3 separate regions of the Mus musculus genome follow, and all the other regions are linked to region 3. The links are chromatin contacts, called in public HiChIP or PLAC-seq maps. All regions are on one chromosome and are shown on one strand. The core of a region is the stretch at or near the end of the contact, and the rest is flanking DNA. Distances in the headings are between cores, read along the strand shown. Region 1 overlaps Rnf150 (ring finger protein 150). Region 2 overlaps Inpp4b (inositol polyphosphate-4-phosphatase, type II). Region 3 holds the start of Il15 (interleukin 15).

Region 1 (4,502 bases), core at 1,579-4,078, 540 kb before region 3:
TTTGCTACAGTGATCTTAATTTCAGAAATATCTAGAAATGAGCAATCACAAATAGCAGTAATATTCACCCAAACCGGCAATTATTTGTTAGAATGTACTCCATCAGAGCTGGAAGATGAGATGATTCAATAAGTGCTTGGTGTTCAAGCAGATGACTTGATCCCCAGCATCCATGGGCGAAGCTGGATGTGGCAGCCTGTAATCTCTGCTGGTGAGCTAGAGATAGGAGATTCTGGAGCTAGCAGATCAGCTAGCCTTTCCCATCACAGTTCCAGACTGAGACCCTGTCTCAGAAAATAAAGTAGCCCATTATATAGGAAGACACATGTTCTCAATCTCTAGTCTCTACATGCATGTGAATATACACGCACACTCACATGAACGTGTATGCATGCATACCCTCCACACACAAATGTGCACCACTCATTAATGATTACGTCTTTTCTTGGCTGTAGGAAGCAGGTGATTCTAAGAATGGATGACCTAAATGTTTTCCACAGCTATTCTTGCAAGGACCCATGACCTACCTGCATTTTAATGGAGAGACTGACTATATATAATGTGTGAACACATTGATATTCTCTGTGATGGAAAATTATGTAGAAACCACAGGAAGCACATATCTATTTTTTAGCGAGGCAAGCATTTCCCCTGGATTGTATACTAGTTACTGAATATTCCTTGAGTTTTCACAGAAAATAGACTTCTATCACGTGATATCCATGTGACTTCCTGACCACCTCTCTCCAATGCGGTGGTTGATATTTTGTTATGCACCATGAAAAGGCTACATAGTGTGGACAGATATTCTCTGTAACACTTGAGTTCAAGCCTACTGGGTCAAACAAATTCTTTGCACACCACCTCCAACCCTGGATAAGCTTCTAGGATCTTTAAATCAGAGTAGCTGATTACCTCATGGGTAATCTAAGCAATAAGGATTATGCTGTTTCTTACTAAAGTGCCAGTGTCAAAGGAAGTTGATAGTAATTCTCCTTACCATTATCATTATTGATTTAAGAGAAGTTGGATATCTTTATGAAACAATTGACTGTGACGATACTTCCCCCAGGCAGAGGAAATCATTGGTTATTGCAAGCAAACACAATTTCTTTATACATTATGGCACCAAGTGTCCAGAAGAATTGAAGCAAGTTCTCAGAGATCTCTGCAGTTGTAGAGGTTCATTGCATCATTGTTCACAATATCCAAGATGTTAAATTAGCTAAAGTATTCATCTGTGAGTGATGGGTAGCCAGACACCTCATACACATAGGAAGGATGTTACATGAAAATGATCCAGCCTTCCAAAGGAAGGAAATGCTGTCATGTCATTGTAAAATAGATGAGACTTGACATTATACTGAGTGAGGTCATCTAGTTACACAATAATCACAGCATACAAAATAATTAAGTGACAAGGACACTATGAGAAGAGTAGGGTAGGATTGGGGACTGGGGTTGGAAGAAGGTTGGGGTGCATGTGAAAGGCTCCAGGTCATAGCTCTATTCTACTGCTAACCAGCTCACCTTCATAAACTTCAATGGCATGAGCAGACAAATGCTCGTACAGCCTGATAAAGAAAGCTAAGGAATGCTTAGTGGAGCCATGAGGGTGTGCATGTGTATACGTGTGCATATGTGTGTGCCTGTGTGTATGTGTGTGTGTATGTGTGCATATGTGTATGTATCTGCATGTGTATGTGTGTGCATGTGTATGTGCATACATTGCCAGAAGAGGTTGCCCGTTGCCATGGGCATGAGGTTATAGGTGATTGCAAGCTGTCCAGTGTAGGTGCTAGGAACCAACACATGTTCTCTGCAAGAGCAGAGTGACTGCCGAGACATCTCTGCAGCTCCTTCTATTTCTTTTTTAAACGTGACATTCTGTTTACATGCTGGCCTTCTTTCTTCTTTTTAAGTAAGATCACTTGTTCTCAGCATCTCCCTGTCTCCCTTAGCCTTTTCTAAAGCATGAAATGTAGCACATACAAACTTGCTTCATGCTCATCCCAAAGGCCATTGTAAGAGAAAGAATCTTTTTTTTTTTTATAAAGTTGATGCATTGTCATACTTCTATAAAACCACTGCTTGGCCCTCACTGAGAAAAACCCTTATTTCAATGTGCAGATTATCTAGCAACAAAAAGAAAAATCCATTTCATGGAGCCATGAGGGAAAGGATGCAAATGACTAGTGCTCTTAACAGCAGTGGAGGAAAATGTATGTGTTCCAAAGTGATATGTACGTGCTGAAGTGATAAATTAATATGTGTTAATAATATTAATCAAATATTACTAATGTTTTCGGAGACATATTAGTTATAAGAACACAGCACCATGAGGCAGAGACCCTCATGAGTACTATAATTATCTACAGTGATACCCTTTGCCCATTCAGCTCCTTTATGTGCCCAGGAGTTGCAGGTCCACAGGACACTTACTCATCATGTAGCATAGGTGACATCTGGTGATGTGCACACAACTGTAGAGTCAGGAAGTCGAGCCTGCAAACCACTAGTATTAAACTGATGTGTTTGGTGTAAACCAGGGAACAGTTTTCCAAGATGTTTTCATGGTGTCATTTTTCAATTTAATAAATATCCTTTAGCGCTTGAGAGAGTGCAAGCCCTTAAGTCTGGGGCCAGACCTGGGAGACGAGAAAAGTTAAAGAGGACAGCACCGTTGGCAGGCAAAAGAAGAACTGGAGCTCTGAAGCTGTGTTTGAATAACATCCAGAACGATTAGGAAGGAGGAACTGAGAGGCAGAACGACAGGGCGTTTGGGGCTGACAGAGTCATAAATCTGTACGAGTACATACAGGAAATGCATGTGGAGGCTTCTAAAAATACACATAGTACAGGCATGAGGAACAAGGAAAATATAGCCTCCCTTCCCACCCTAGGGAGATTCAGTTTAAGGTTTGCACAAAGGGCTGCGCCTGACCTATTCCACTGCTGCAGTCTGTGCTGTGTCTGGAATACAGCAAGTGCTTGCAAAATTTGTTGCATGACTAAGCCAGAGATGAGGAGACCATGGCAGCCGAGGGACAGGTCACAGCTGTCTGAAAATACCAGACTCAGCACTTGGATTTTATCTTCCATATGGTAAACAAAACAAAGCAAAACATACTTTAGCACACTAAGCCCCTTTCGGAAGTGGTGTTAACTCTATGTTCAACAGCTTTCTAGAGGCTTTGGACAATGCACCCCTCATTTAGAACGATGGGTTGCATGAAGGGAACATCATTGTTTGGTTAGGGAATCTCTATTGCAGTATATTCCTTTTTTGATAAGGAAAATCTTAATTGCAACATACTTGTGGGCACTGCTAACTTATAAATTTGTTGGAGAAACCTTGATAATACTGTATCAGACAATTGTCAATGAAAAGAAAGCATTCACAATATAGCACCCAAAACCCAACAGCACAGCATAACCAAAGCAAATCAATTTCTTAACTGTAACCAACTTATCGTCCCTGAAGAACCCTTAGCTCAAACCTGCTGCAAGTCATGGAATGCTCATTTGGGGTTTTCCAATAGTTTTCATGTAAACATTTATTTACTTATTTTTATTTCATGTGAATTGGTGTTTTGCCTGCACATATATTTGTGCGAGGATGTCGCATTCCCAGAACAGGAACTACAGATACGTATGAGCTGCCCTGTGGGTGCTGGGGATTGAACCAGGGTCCCCTGGAAGTGCAACCGGTGCTCTTAACAGCTAAGCCATCTCCATTCCTGCCACCTTTTAAAATTCTTTATCTGACTTCCAGGTTCCTTGGCTTTGATTCAGTGCTTACCACAGACTCATCAGTTTTCATTATTTTTTCATTCTATTCTTTATCTGAGCGTGAGAAGTGACATTTTTACTGGTTGACCATGTGGCAGGATATAGACTTGTTGCTGTCCTTATTACTGGAAGGAACACCGAATTCTATTTGCCCTTAAAAAAACATTTAACATTTTTTTTTGCGTGAGAATATGTGTGCACATGTGTGTATATATATATATATGAGAATGTGTATGTGTATATGTGTATGTATGTTTCATGTGTGTGTACATGTGGGTGTATGTGTGTGGGGCGGTGAGCTATGAAAGGCAGCCTGGTCCCCAGTCGAGCACAGGCTTTGAGCGCCAGAGACCTGGTAGGTGACTTCTGTCTGCAAGGGATGGCAGGTGTTTGGCCATGCCCCCTGGGCCCCTGGATCCTACTGCAGAGAGGTGTGTAGTCATCAGTCAAGTAGAGCAATGCCCCAAGCTCCTGGTGTTCTGTCTGGACTCCAGTCCTTGCAGTTACCTGGCAACAGCCAGATAGGCTCCTCCCCACAGTTACCTGGCAACAGCCAGGTAGGCCAGCCCACTATAAAAGGGCTGTTTGCTCCCTCCTCCCTCTCTTACTCTCTTGCCTCCCCCCCACCCCCCCCCGCATCCCCTTCTCCCTTCTCTCCAAATGGCCATGGCTGACCTTTACTTCTCTACTCTCTCCTTCTCTCTGCCTTT
Region 2 (4,889 bases), core at 168-2,667, 550 kb after region 3:
CAGAGCATCATTTTGAGCATAAAGTCATCAACACACCATTAGTAGCTCAGTGAGGAAAGCAGACAGTGCATTATTGACACTTAAATGGGGCTTAAGATATTGTACCCATGGGTCTGGTGCCTTAGATACGTCTTCTGCCCAACTAAAATTCTATGGAAAGATAGAGTATTTGAAGGTGAGGAAAAAGAAGAGGCATAGAGGAGATAAAAGAGAAGAAGGAGGAGAGGTAAGAAGGGGGAGGAGAGAGAGAAAACCTGGACAAAGAAGAAGGGGAGAAGTGGGTAGGACAGGAAAGAAGAGGAAGAAGAAAGGATTATTATTATTTAGTTGAAAAATATTTGCAGTACAAAAAGAACAATATATATGCATAAGAAAAAGTTTGTTTCAGAAGTAAATCTAAATAAGATTTTAAAAATTAAGATGTAAAGGATATGAAGTCTTATGCAGTTACTGCTGTTGAGAAGATATTTCCTATGATTCCAATTTGCTCAGATTTGTTTTAGGATATGTAAGGTATTTACAAGAAGTTCCAAATCATTGGAAAAACTGCCTGTAATCAGGGGGAAGAGCTGCAGAAGTCCATAAGAATGATGTGTCCTGTACACAGCCACAATAGATAGCATCCAGGAAGCCATATTAGACCAGGTTAGAACATAAAAGTACCTTTTAGTCTCTATAATTATCTTGGAAGGTTATTGCCTCCATCTGTTAACCTGGGCTTAGTCTTGCAAGCTTCTAGCCTCAGTACAATCTAAACTAGGCCTCTGAGATTTGCTGCTGAATAAGCTTACCATTTCTTGTTCTTTCTGAGCTCAGGCTGGCTGGCTCAACTCAGGTGTTCCGGCTCAAACTCCTCTCCACACTTACTGATTTAATCTGGCTTCTCTCAGCCTCTGAATTTCTCTATTTGCACTCAAAACTAACTCTGGCAATCTTTTCTAATCTTCTGACTTCTTCTCATTCTCTTGCTCATTCCATCTTTAACTGTGTCTAACTTGTTCTATCTTTAATCCATCTCTGTATAACTCTCCTGGTAAAACTGCCTCCTTTTCCCTCTCTGTGCTGCTCTACTCTCCCTCTCAACTCTACTGTACAGCCTCCACAAATTCTACTGTATCCCTAGACTATATTCTCTTCTTCCTCTACCCTCTGTCTTTTCCATAAATTTCTTCCCTTCCTTTTCTCTTCTTCTGAAAGTTGGGAATATCCTGTTTTGTCAAATCTTTCTCTGATTCATCACTTTGTCTGCCACGCCATTAGACAACATTTTCAAACATGAGTGCTCCTTTCTACAAACTTTACATTCATTGTTTGAAATTAGAGATAAGTACAAAGGGCATGTCTGTATGCTAGCCAGAGGGGTTAAAGCTGTGAGCTAATGGCTGTGCCACACCCTAACTAGAAACAGGTCCAAATATCCAATATCCTGTAACACTGGAATTCTAGTCTCTTGATTCTCTGCCAAGCATCTTTTCATCCACAGTATGTTGTGCCAAGTTTCCAGCACAGATGGCAATTCCTGTCCTGATAGATATTTTGTTTGCACACCTCATAACTCTGACCTTCCTTTCCTGCTCACGACAATACAACACTCACAAGTATCAGCCTGGGGAAGATGATCATTAAAACACACAGCATATCATTTCAATCACTCATTTTGCTGGAGAGTAATAACCAGAGTATAAGAAGAGGTTATCAATGGTTATTCCTGAAGTCTCATCACAGGGAATGTGAGACCAAAAGTTTATTCTTCAGTGCATTGTAGGGACTTGGACAGCTCATCAGACTTGAAACCACATGCCCTATGTCCACAATGGCTCCACTGTTCACTACTAAGGAAGTCAACCTAGGTACCACAACTGCCACACCTCCATCAGGAAGCTCATCTCACAAAGTCTTCACTCAATGGATATTCCAAGTGCCACACAGAGCTGTTTCTCTCAAAGAGGTTATCTACTATTTTAATAGCTTAAAATGTGACTACACCAAGTAAAGGGATCCATAAAATTTCAATGTCCACCAGGTTTAGAAGACTTACCATGAAGAAATGGAGCACGGACTGTAACTTTTATATTGAACATATTTTAAGAATATATTACTTATAGTGAGTTAAAGAAAAATATAAATAATTTAGTCTGTTTCTTTGAACTGTTTAAAATATGGCTATTGGACATTTTTAAATGACGTATGTGGCAAATCTTATATGTTACTCATTTCATTTTGACTAGACACTGGTCTATTGCAGATTAAATGAGCTTATAAGTGATACTTTGACCTATTCTTACAAAGTCATATACAGGATTGTTAGTATAAATTTTGAAGGCCTTTGAAAAGCAAAAGTTGATATGCAACTGTTGTGATATATACACATGTATGTGTATACATATATGATATACACAAACATATATATATGCATACATAATTACAGAATAAGACAATTTTATAGCCTGGGCATTTTGTCTTCACTGTCAACCATAAGAAATATGTTTGCTTGATGTCCCATTCCATTGTAAGAACTGTTAATACTGAAAACAGCATTATAAAGAAAATAATGCATGCTAACTATTAAGAGTTTATGAATAACCTCAAAACTAAACAGTACTTTGTGCTAGGTTTTTGCTAATGAATTACATGTTTGTTATGAATACAGTCCAGAAGATTTAAGAACACAAATTGGTATCTATTTGACTAAGCCATTGGGAAAATGCTTGGATACATCCAGTAAATGTTGCCTAAGTGTGCTCAGAAATGAAAGGAACATAATAGTAGGAATTACACTGAAAGGTTTTAGCTCATGTTGGAATAAGTGTTCTTAGTATATAGTAAGGACAGAGTCACCATGTCTTCTTGACCAATAACTTAAATGCTTAGACAATTTTGTCAAAGAAATATTTTGAAGATTGGTGGGATATGTATTAAATATGTGTTAAATTTTCACTGTACAGAATAACATGACTCAGTCTGTCAGAAATTCAAGCTATGTTGACTCCTCCTTATTTAAGCCCATTCTTCCCGTGTGTGGGATTGGTTCAGCAGTTACACTAGGCAATTTTCTTGAGGGCTGATGTCATAAAACACACTAGATTTTCTATATTAGTACAGTCATTTCTAGAGTCTTCTGTTTTGTCTATAATTTGTTCTCTTATGGCTCTAGAAACAATGTAGACCAAAATGGATTCCTCTTTGGTATTAATAAAGAATCTTGATATAAAACTATAAATATTAGACTGACCAAAGTCAAGGAGTCATGTTTTGTCATAAATCCAGTGTCTAGGAGTGTGGAAAGATTACAGAAACCTAATACCCACATTTTCATTACTAGTAGTGTTTTTATTGTTGTTGTTTAAGGAGATACTTTTCCTGGAATCTCCTTTAAGGATTCAGTTCTTCTCAGAGACACATAAAATGCAGAATAATGAGCAGGAATTTGCAGGTAGTATGTTTTCTAAAACTGAAAGAGCATTGTGACCTAAAATTTGGCAACTTACTCTTCCAAGCAGGAAGATGAGGAATATGATAACCAATGTGGTCAGATTGCACAATACCCTATGAAAGGACGCAGAGAAATGGATGTTCGAAGTTATTTTTCTGTGCCTACATTACTGGGAACCATTTTCAAGATAATTAAAATAAAATAAATAAAATAAAAACCTAACCAATTACTTTAGGTCAGTTTGTCAATTTATTCAACAAATGTCTTCCTGACTGGTATAACAACCATGTTACAGAATCCCAACTAAGACATTTATTTGGGACCAGGAATTTTAGCTGTCTTTATCAAAGAATAGCAAACATAATATCAAAGCAATATCAAATACACCCCATCTTAAGTTCAGAGAGTCTCCCTCATGTACCAGGACTCTCAGAAAAATTCTAAAAGGGAAGAGGGTTTACCAGAACTGGCCAAGCATTCACTCCAAAATATCCCAGTAGCAAAAATGTAGGCTTCTAATAGGAAAGGCTAGAGTTTCAGTCCTAGAAGCTAGGGCTATTCCCTAATGTTTCCCAAGAAAATACGTATATGCTCAAGGCAAGAAGAGTTTTGTCCTAAACAAATGGATCAATTGTAAAGAACAGAGATATCAAAACTACCTTCCTCCAGGATGCTCTCCTTAGGGAATCATGGGGCAATCTAATGTTGAGTGTCATTGGGTCCTGAATGAAGGGATAGTTGAGAAAAAGCTGAGCTAAGAGAGGACACATCAGTGAAGGTGCCTGTGGGACTTTAATGTGACCCGGTAAGTGTAGAGGAGATTGAGTGGGTCTAGCAGTAGCACAGAATGGGGCTCATCTGCAGCCATAGGTTTAGAGTGATAGCAATAAGCAATAAGAGTACAAGGTTGGAGTGGGGTAGGACAGTGAAGTGTCTGACCCTGAGCCATAGCTGACAGGCTAGGGAAGTGTGGGTATCTGAATCACCTCCACAGGACAGCTGACACTTCTGTATTAATCTCAATGAGGACTCTGACAGTGTAAAAACCAGCAAATAGGGCCCTATCCTGACCTTGGCAAAAGAGCAGCCCCTGTCCCTTACTGCTCTGTGTCATAGACTGAGCTATAGAAAGGGAGCAAACATGTTAAACTTCCTGCAGTGCCTGGAGTTACAGAGACATGACTGGCAAGGGAAAAGGCAGGAAGACAGGACAGAAGGGAATAAAATCAGAAATTCAGCATTTAAAATAAATAAAATGGCTCCCCAACAAGTTGATAAAACATAAATAAAACTTAACACATTTAAGTAAAGATATTATTGGTAATTGAGAACAATTGGTAATTATGGGTAATTGAGAACAAGAGCAACTTGGTGATTAGAATAGAAAATTAGACCAACTCAGTCCTTGAACTTCACTAAATAAATGAAACTCTTTAATTAACACTGCATTGAATGT
Region 3 (5,080 bases), core at 2,361-4,860:
TTGAACTCTTGTCTGCTGCTGGTCTTACCTACTTTGTGAGTTCCTCTTTTTCCCACTCTTTGTTCCCCTGGTTTCACCTCCTATAAAGAGAGAATGAAGGAGAGAGATATCTGTGAATCTAGTTTCTTCTTTGATTGCAGCTGGTTTTTGCTACTTTGTGGGTTCTTCTTTTTTTCACACTTCATACCCCAGGTTCTACCATATATCACTAGATAGAAAGAAGGAGAGGGGAGAGAAGAGGCAGAGAGAGAGAGAGAGAGAGAGAGAGAGAGAGAGAGAGAGAGAGAGAGAGAGAGAGAGATCTCCTTGAATCTAATTTATTTTTTCTTTGAGCATGACTACTAACAAATCACAACCAATGACCATTGTGTCCGCCTATCAGGGTTCTAGAATTTATATATTCTCTGAAAAGTTGCCAAAATTCCAAATGTCTTCACACAATCATAGAAACTATCTGCAGCTGGCAAAACCACACCTCTGCTAGAACAGGAGGTAAATCATTGTTAGCTGCTTCAGACTGTCAGCAGCCCCACATCACTACATTTTGGGATTAAAATGAAAGCATATTCTTATAATATTTCTGTGATTTATTTTAAAGAAATCAAAATTCCAGAATTGTCACTCCCCATGGTTTCAGAATTCTAAACACCAGCAAGTTGTTATGAGCCATGATACCCATCTAGTAATTTATTTTAAATACAGCAAAGTTAATCTTTGGGAAATCATCAGATGTTTTATTTAACTTCCCAAACTCTGACGTTCTTGTTCATTCTTTGAAAATGACTGCCATGGCCTCTTCTATGAGTTTAGTTAGTTTGTCCTCATCCCTTCTCCCATTGTAATTGTCAAAGTTTTCTTGAGGCAATTTCAAGATTATTCCATCAATCTTTGTCTTTCTTTTAATTTATGTGGTGGAATTTACTTGTTCATTGGTGTGAGTGATTTTCAATATCTTCCCAATGTGCCTGTGGCAAGTGAAAGTACAAACTGCATATATTAAAGTTCTGTTGGAGTGGAATGCAACCAAAACAAATTATGCCACACAGTGAATGTCACTGGACTGTGGGCACTTGTGAGTTATTTAAAAATTCCTCTTATATTTGTAATTAAGAAAACAAATTTGCCCTGCATGTTTGAGAGGCAATAGTAGGACAATGAATCCCATGGCAACAATGCTCTAATTGACTTCATTGTCATCAGCATTATTCTTACCACAAATGCATAAATGCCTCATATATCATTTACCATCTTATTTTGAAACCTACTGTATATATCTGAAGTGGGATCAGCAGTTAAAGGCCAGTTAATTGTTTTTCATATACTTAGAGTGCTCTGTATAGTTCATCTCATGAGGAAAGCACACTCTTAAGTTTCCTAAGTATTATGAAAATTCTCCAGTAGCTCAGAATATTTAATACTTGGTGGCTCAGAATATTTACTACTGCATGGTATAAAAGTGTATTGTTTAGGCAGGGATGCCTGATCAGTCCTGAGGATGACCAGCAGGGTCTGGATCCTAGGGCTGGTGAACATCTGCTAAAAGCAGCTGCCTCAGTTAGAGCACGTGGACAGAAGCGGACAACTGGGATGCATTGTATGTTCTGGCCAAAGCAGCAACCAGCCCTGCATGGAGGTACTGGGTGTAGTCCATGAAGTGTCTTATTGATGGTCATGTGATTCCTCTACCAGTTGAACAGCACACAGGAGACATAGGGCGATCTGGAGAGATGCGAAAGGAATCACCTTGCCGGGGTACACAGAGCTCTGTATTGGTCCAAGTTGAGGCATGAGATATTGACCTACTTGCTCACCTCTACATCACTCACATACTGTGATGTTCACTTCTAGTACATCATTGTGATGGAATTCAGTCCAGCTTCTGGCCTATTTTTATAGTGCATGCTCATTTCACGAAGCAGGGCTTCAGTGTGAAATGGAAAAGTGGTTGGGTTTGAAACTCATTGAAGCTGTTCAAGACAATTCACTGTATTATCCTGTACAAAAAGAATATTGATTTTAAAAATGTATTTGTATGTGTGTGTGTGTGTGTGTGTGTGTGTGTGTGTGTGTGTGTGTGTGTAAGTGCAGGTCCCTCAGGAGACCAATGCTGTTGGATCCTCTGGAGCAGGAGTTACAGCTGTTAGTGGATCATCTCAGTATGGTCCTGAGAATGGAAGTCCAGACCTCTGCAAGAACAACAAGCTCTTGAACTGCTGAGCAATCTCTCCAGTCAGATTTTTATGTTTCTTTAAATATAATTTATAATGGTAGTAAAATTTTAAATGGTTGTAAAATACACATTTTCACGATTTTTATTATAAGTAAATTTTGGTGTGATTGTTACCAAAACATGCATTATTGTTTCAAATATAAACCTTGAAGGGATACAAGATAAGTGTGTGAGAACAAACTTCCCATTACAATGATTTTATGTGGAATGCCACACACAGTTAATAATTAGTCGTTCAAATATTCTAGTTTTTACCATTTTTTAATGTAATACACAAAAACACAGAACATAGTTGTGTTTAACTAGGTGCCAAGGGCCTCATCGTTTTCTCCTGGCTTTCTCAAAAGCTTTGGGAACCGCAAGCCACTGAGTCTTTTCAATGATTCATCTGAATGCCAAAGCTGGGACCCCGGGCTCTCGGACTGTCTGGAATAGACACACAGTTGACATGGTTAACTCCTCCTCACTATAATCACTCCTAATTTCCAACTTAAAGATGCTGCCTTACCCACGCCTTGTTTCCCATCAAAAGACATGTGCAATGTTTTACATTCAGCTACAAATTAGGTTGGAAAAATGACCCAAGAGGGGTCAATTTAGTGGAAGTTTACTGTTCCCAAACAGGCCCCTCCTAGCAAGAGTTCAGAAAGAAACTTCCCTCTTCCAGACTCTGCAGCAGGTCAAGGGTTGTTTTGGAGGACCGCCCATTCCAGACCCAAGGTCCTTTTCCGTTTCCTCCCGGTACAGTCTCTGTCCAGATCTCCTCCGGGCTTCTATGGGGAAGCCAAACTGCCTCCCTGCAAGGCCAGTTGCTGTAGATGCAAGCAACCTGTGAACTCAGGCCAACTCCTTGAAACTTCACAGAGGCAAAGGCATTCCAGGACACACAGAGGCTGTGGCCAACTGCCCAGGGGGAGGAGACTGCTCTCTGCTCTCAGTTGCCCTTCAGGTTCTGCGCCCTGGGGACCTGGCAGTGGCAGAATCATGTGGGCACCTGGTAAGGTGGCCGGGACCATGTGTTCCTCCCGCAACCTCCCCAGGGTGTTGATCTCCGCCTCAGCTTGGGCTCTTTCTCTTTCACTTTTCTGTTAGCTGGGGTTGGGACTCCCCGGCTGGAAAGCACTGGGGGAAACCGGGGAAACCCCAGCTGATTCGCTCCTTGTGCCTTGATTGCTCCCGCTGGCTGCTGCCCTGCATCCTGCACCCTTCAACCAGAACCCGATGGAGGTACAGAATGGGAGGTGGTAGTGCTGGTGGTGGTGGATCAACAATGGAATTTTTTTTTTTTCCGAAAGCCTACGCCCCGGGCCCCTCCCAGCTCTGGCTCTGCTCAGGCACCCTTTTCCCCTCCAGCTGCCGGCCAGGCCGCCCCGCCCTCTTTCTTGACCAAGACTTCAATACTCAGTGGCACTGTATTCCCCTTCTGTCCAGCCACTCTTCCCCAGAGTTCTCTTCTTCATCCTCCCCCTTGCAGAGTAGGGCAGCTTGCAGGTCCTCCTGCAAGTCTCTCCCAATTCTCTGCGCCCAAAAGACTTGCAGTGCATCTCCTTACGCGCTGCAGGGACCTTGCCAGGGCAGGACTGCCCCCGCCCAGTTGCAGAGTTGGACGAAGACGGGATCCTGCTGTGTTTGGAAGGCTGAGTTCCACATCTAACAGCTCAGAGAGGTCAGGAAAGGTACTAACTCGGCTCTGCTTGCCACATTCTTTCAAACTTCTGGCCCCGGCGAATGGATGGCTGCTATGGACTTTCTTTCTTTCTTTCTCTCTCTCTCTCCTCTCTCCCTTTGCAAAAATTACTCACCTTTTCCTTGTTGAAGATGCGTTTTCTAGGGAAATAAATGTGCAGGAATGGCCATAGGTCTGGGTCTGTATTAGCAACAGCTTAGCTCAAGGCTTAATCAAAGCAGTTGTCTGTATGAAATACCAGATTGAAGGGAAGCAACGGGGAAGATTGTCCTGAAATAAAATCCTCACTCAAGCGGGCTTTAGATGAAAACCCAGCTAACTTTTTCAAGTGGGTTGGAGAGTGCAAAGTTGCAAGAAAGGGAAGCTCAAAAGAATGTCTATAGCCCCTCCCCCCTGCATTTAATATTATGTTAATGCCCAAACAATGTTAATGATCCAGGTTCCAGACAGAACCAGGCAGCGTCCTGACAGGTTTCAGACAGAACCAGAGACAGAGTCCCGCAGAAGCTGAAATGGAAATGAGGTGATTGGCAGCAGCTACTTTCCACTGGTGATTTTAAATTGATTTCTGATACTCTCATTGGTGGCGCCAGGGAGGCCCCATTGACCTGCCAGGACTCTCCAGTCTGAGCCGGTAAATAAACAGATTACTACGATTGCTGCCTCAAGTTAGATCCTTATCAACATTGAATGCTCACTAAAATTTAAAGGATTTCTTAAAGGAAGTTTAGAGGGATTGATAAGAAAGAAGCGACTCAAGAGGGAACATCAATATTAATAAAGGAGTAGAGACAAAACTATAGTTATTTTAGGCTTTTAGAATAAAAAAACAACAACAACAACAACAACAAACTCCGGAGTTTTACTTAAAATGTGGAAGGGTCAGAAATTGCTTCAGGCTTGTTATAAATGTGTCTGCTTCTCCTCTGATCTTTATGCTTCCCCTTTTCCCTTCTGGGAGTTTGCAGTCCCATTCTCACTCTAATGGCTCCTCTTGCCTTGTGATCTGTTTTGCAACATGATAGGGGGTCAGGTTTTCCCTAGTTCAGATCCCTGACAGGTTTCTAGTAGTTTAGATATTACTGCTGGCTGCTGATTGGCAGGCAGAGGCAGTGTACAGTGCGGTGGGAAGCTGCTTCTTAGAATTTTCCTGCAGATTGCTG

What was found. HiChIP or PLAC-seq counts read pairs in DNA pulled down with a chosen protein or histone mark.
Region 1: a contact with region 3 is called in an H3K4me3 HiChIP or PLAC-seq map of bone marrow-derived macrophages, with 2.5 times the contacts expected there. The contact joins the enhancer-like site here to the promoter of Il15 in region 3. A contact is called at or near these places in 3 of 39 promoter capture datasets (the C10 cell line, pre-B cells and stem cell-derived epiblast-like cells), 1 of 115 datasets of contacts at active chromatin or transcription factors (bone marrow-derived macrophages) and 1 of 9 other capture datasets (liver).
Region 2: an HNF4G HiChIP or PLAC-seq map of pancreatic cancer cells shows a contact between it and region 3. The contact joins the enhancer-like site here to the promoter of Il15 in region 3. A contact is called at or near these places in 7 of 39 promoter capture datasets (the 3T3-L1 cell line, frontonasal cranial neural crest, hippocampal neurons and 2 more), 1 of 115 datasets of contacts at active chromatin or transcription factors (pancreatic cancer cells) and 2 of 9 other capture datasets (adipose tissue and pancreatic islet).

Annotation. Positions count from the first base shown.
Region 1 is chr8:82,938,502-82,943,003 of GRCm38.p6, reverse strand. All of the region lies in intron 1 of Rnf150 (ring finger protein 150), which reads right to left. Among named protein-coding and RNA genes, the nearest start is that of Rnf150, 77 kb to the right of the region's middle. Within about 2 kb of position 2,828, at least 113 of the 459 cell types and tissues checked have an H3K27ac peak or open chromatin away from gene starts, as enhancers often do. A contact at or near this core is called in bone marrow-derived macrophages, where this site is marked.
Region 2 is chr8:81,846,764-81,851,652 of GRCm38.p6, reverse strand. All of the region lies in intron 7 of Inpp4b (inositol polyphosphate-4-phosphatase, type II), which reads right to left. Among named protein-coding and RNA genes, the nearest start is that of Gm25267, 300 kb to the left of the region's middle. Within about 2 kb of position 1,417, at least 13 of the 459 cell types and tissues checked have an H3K27ac peak or open chromatin away from gene starts, as enhancers often do. A contact at or near this core is called in pancreatic cancer cells, where this site is marked.
Region 3 is chr8:82,401,116-82,406,195 of GRCm38.p6, reverse strand. Il15 (interleukin 15) reads left to right here and starts at 3,610. Exons shown (of 8, transcript NM_001254747.1): 1 at 3,610-3,896.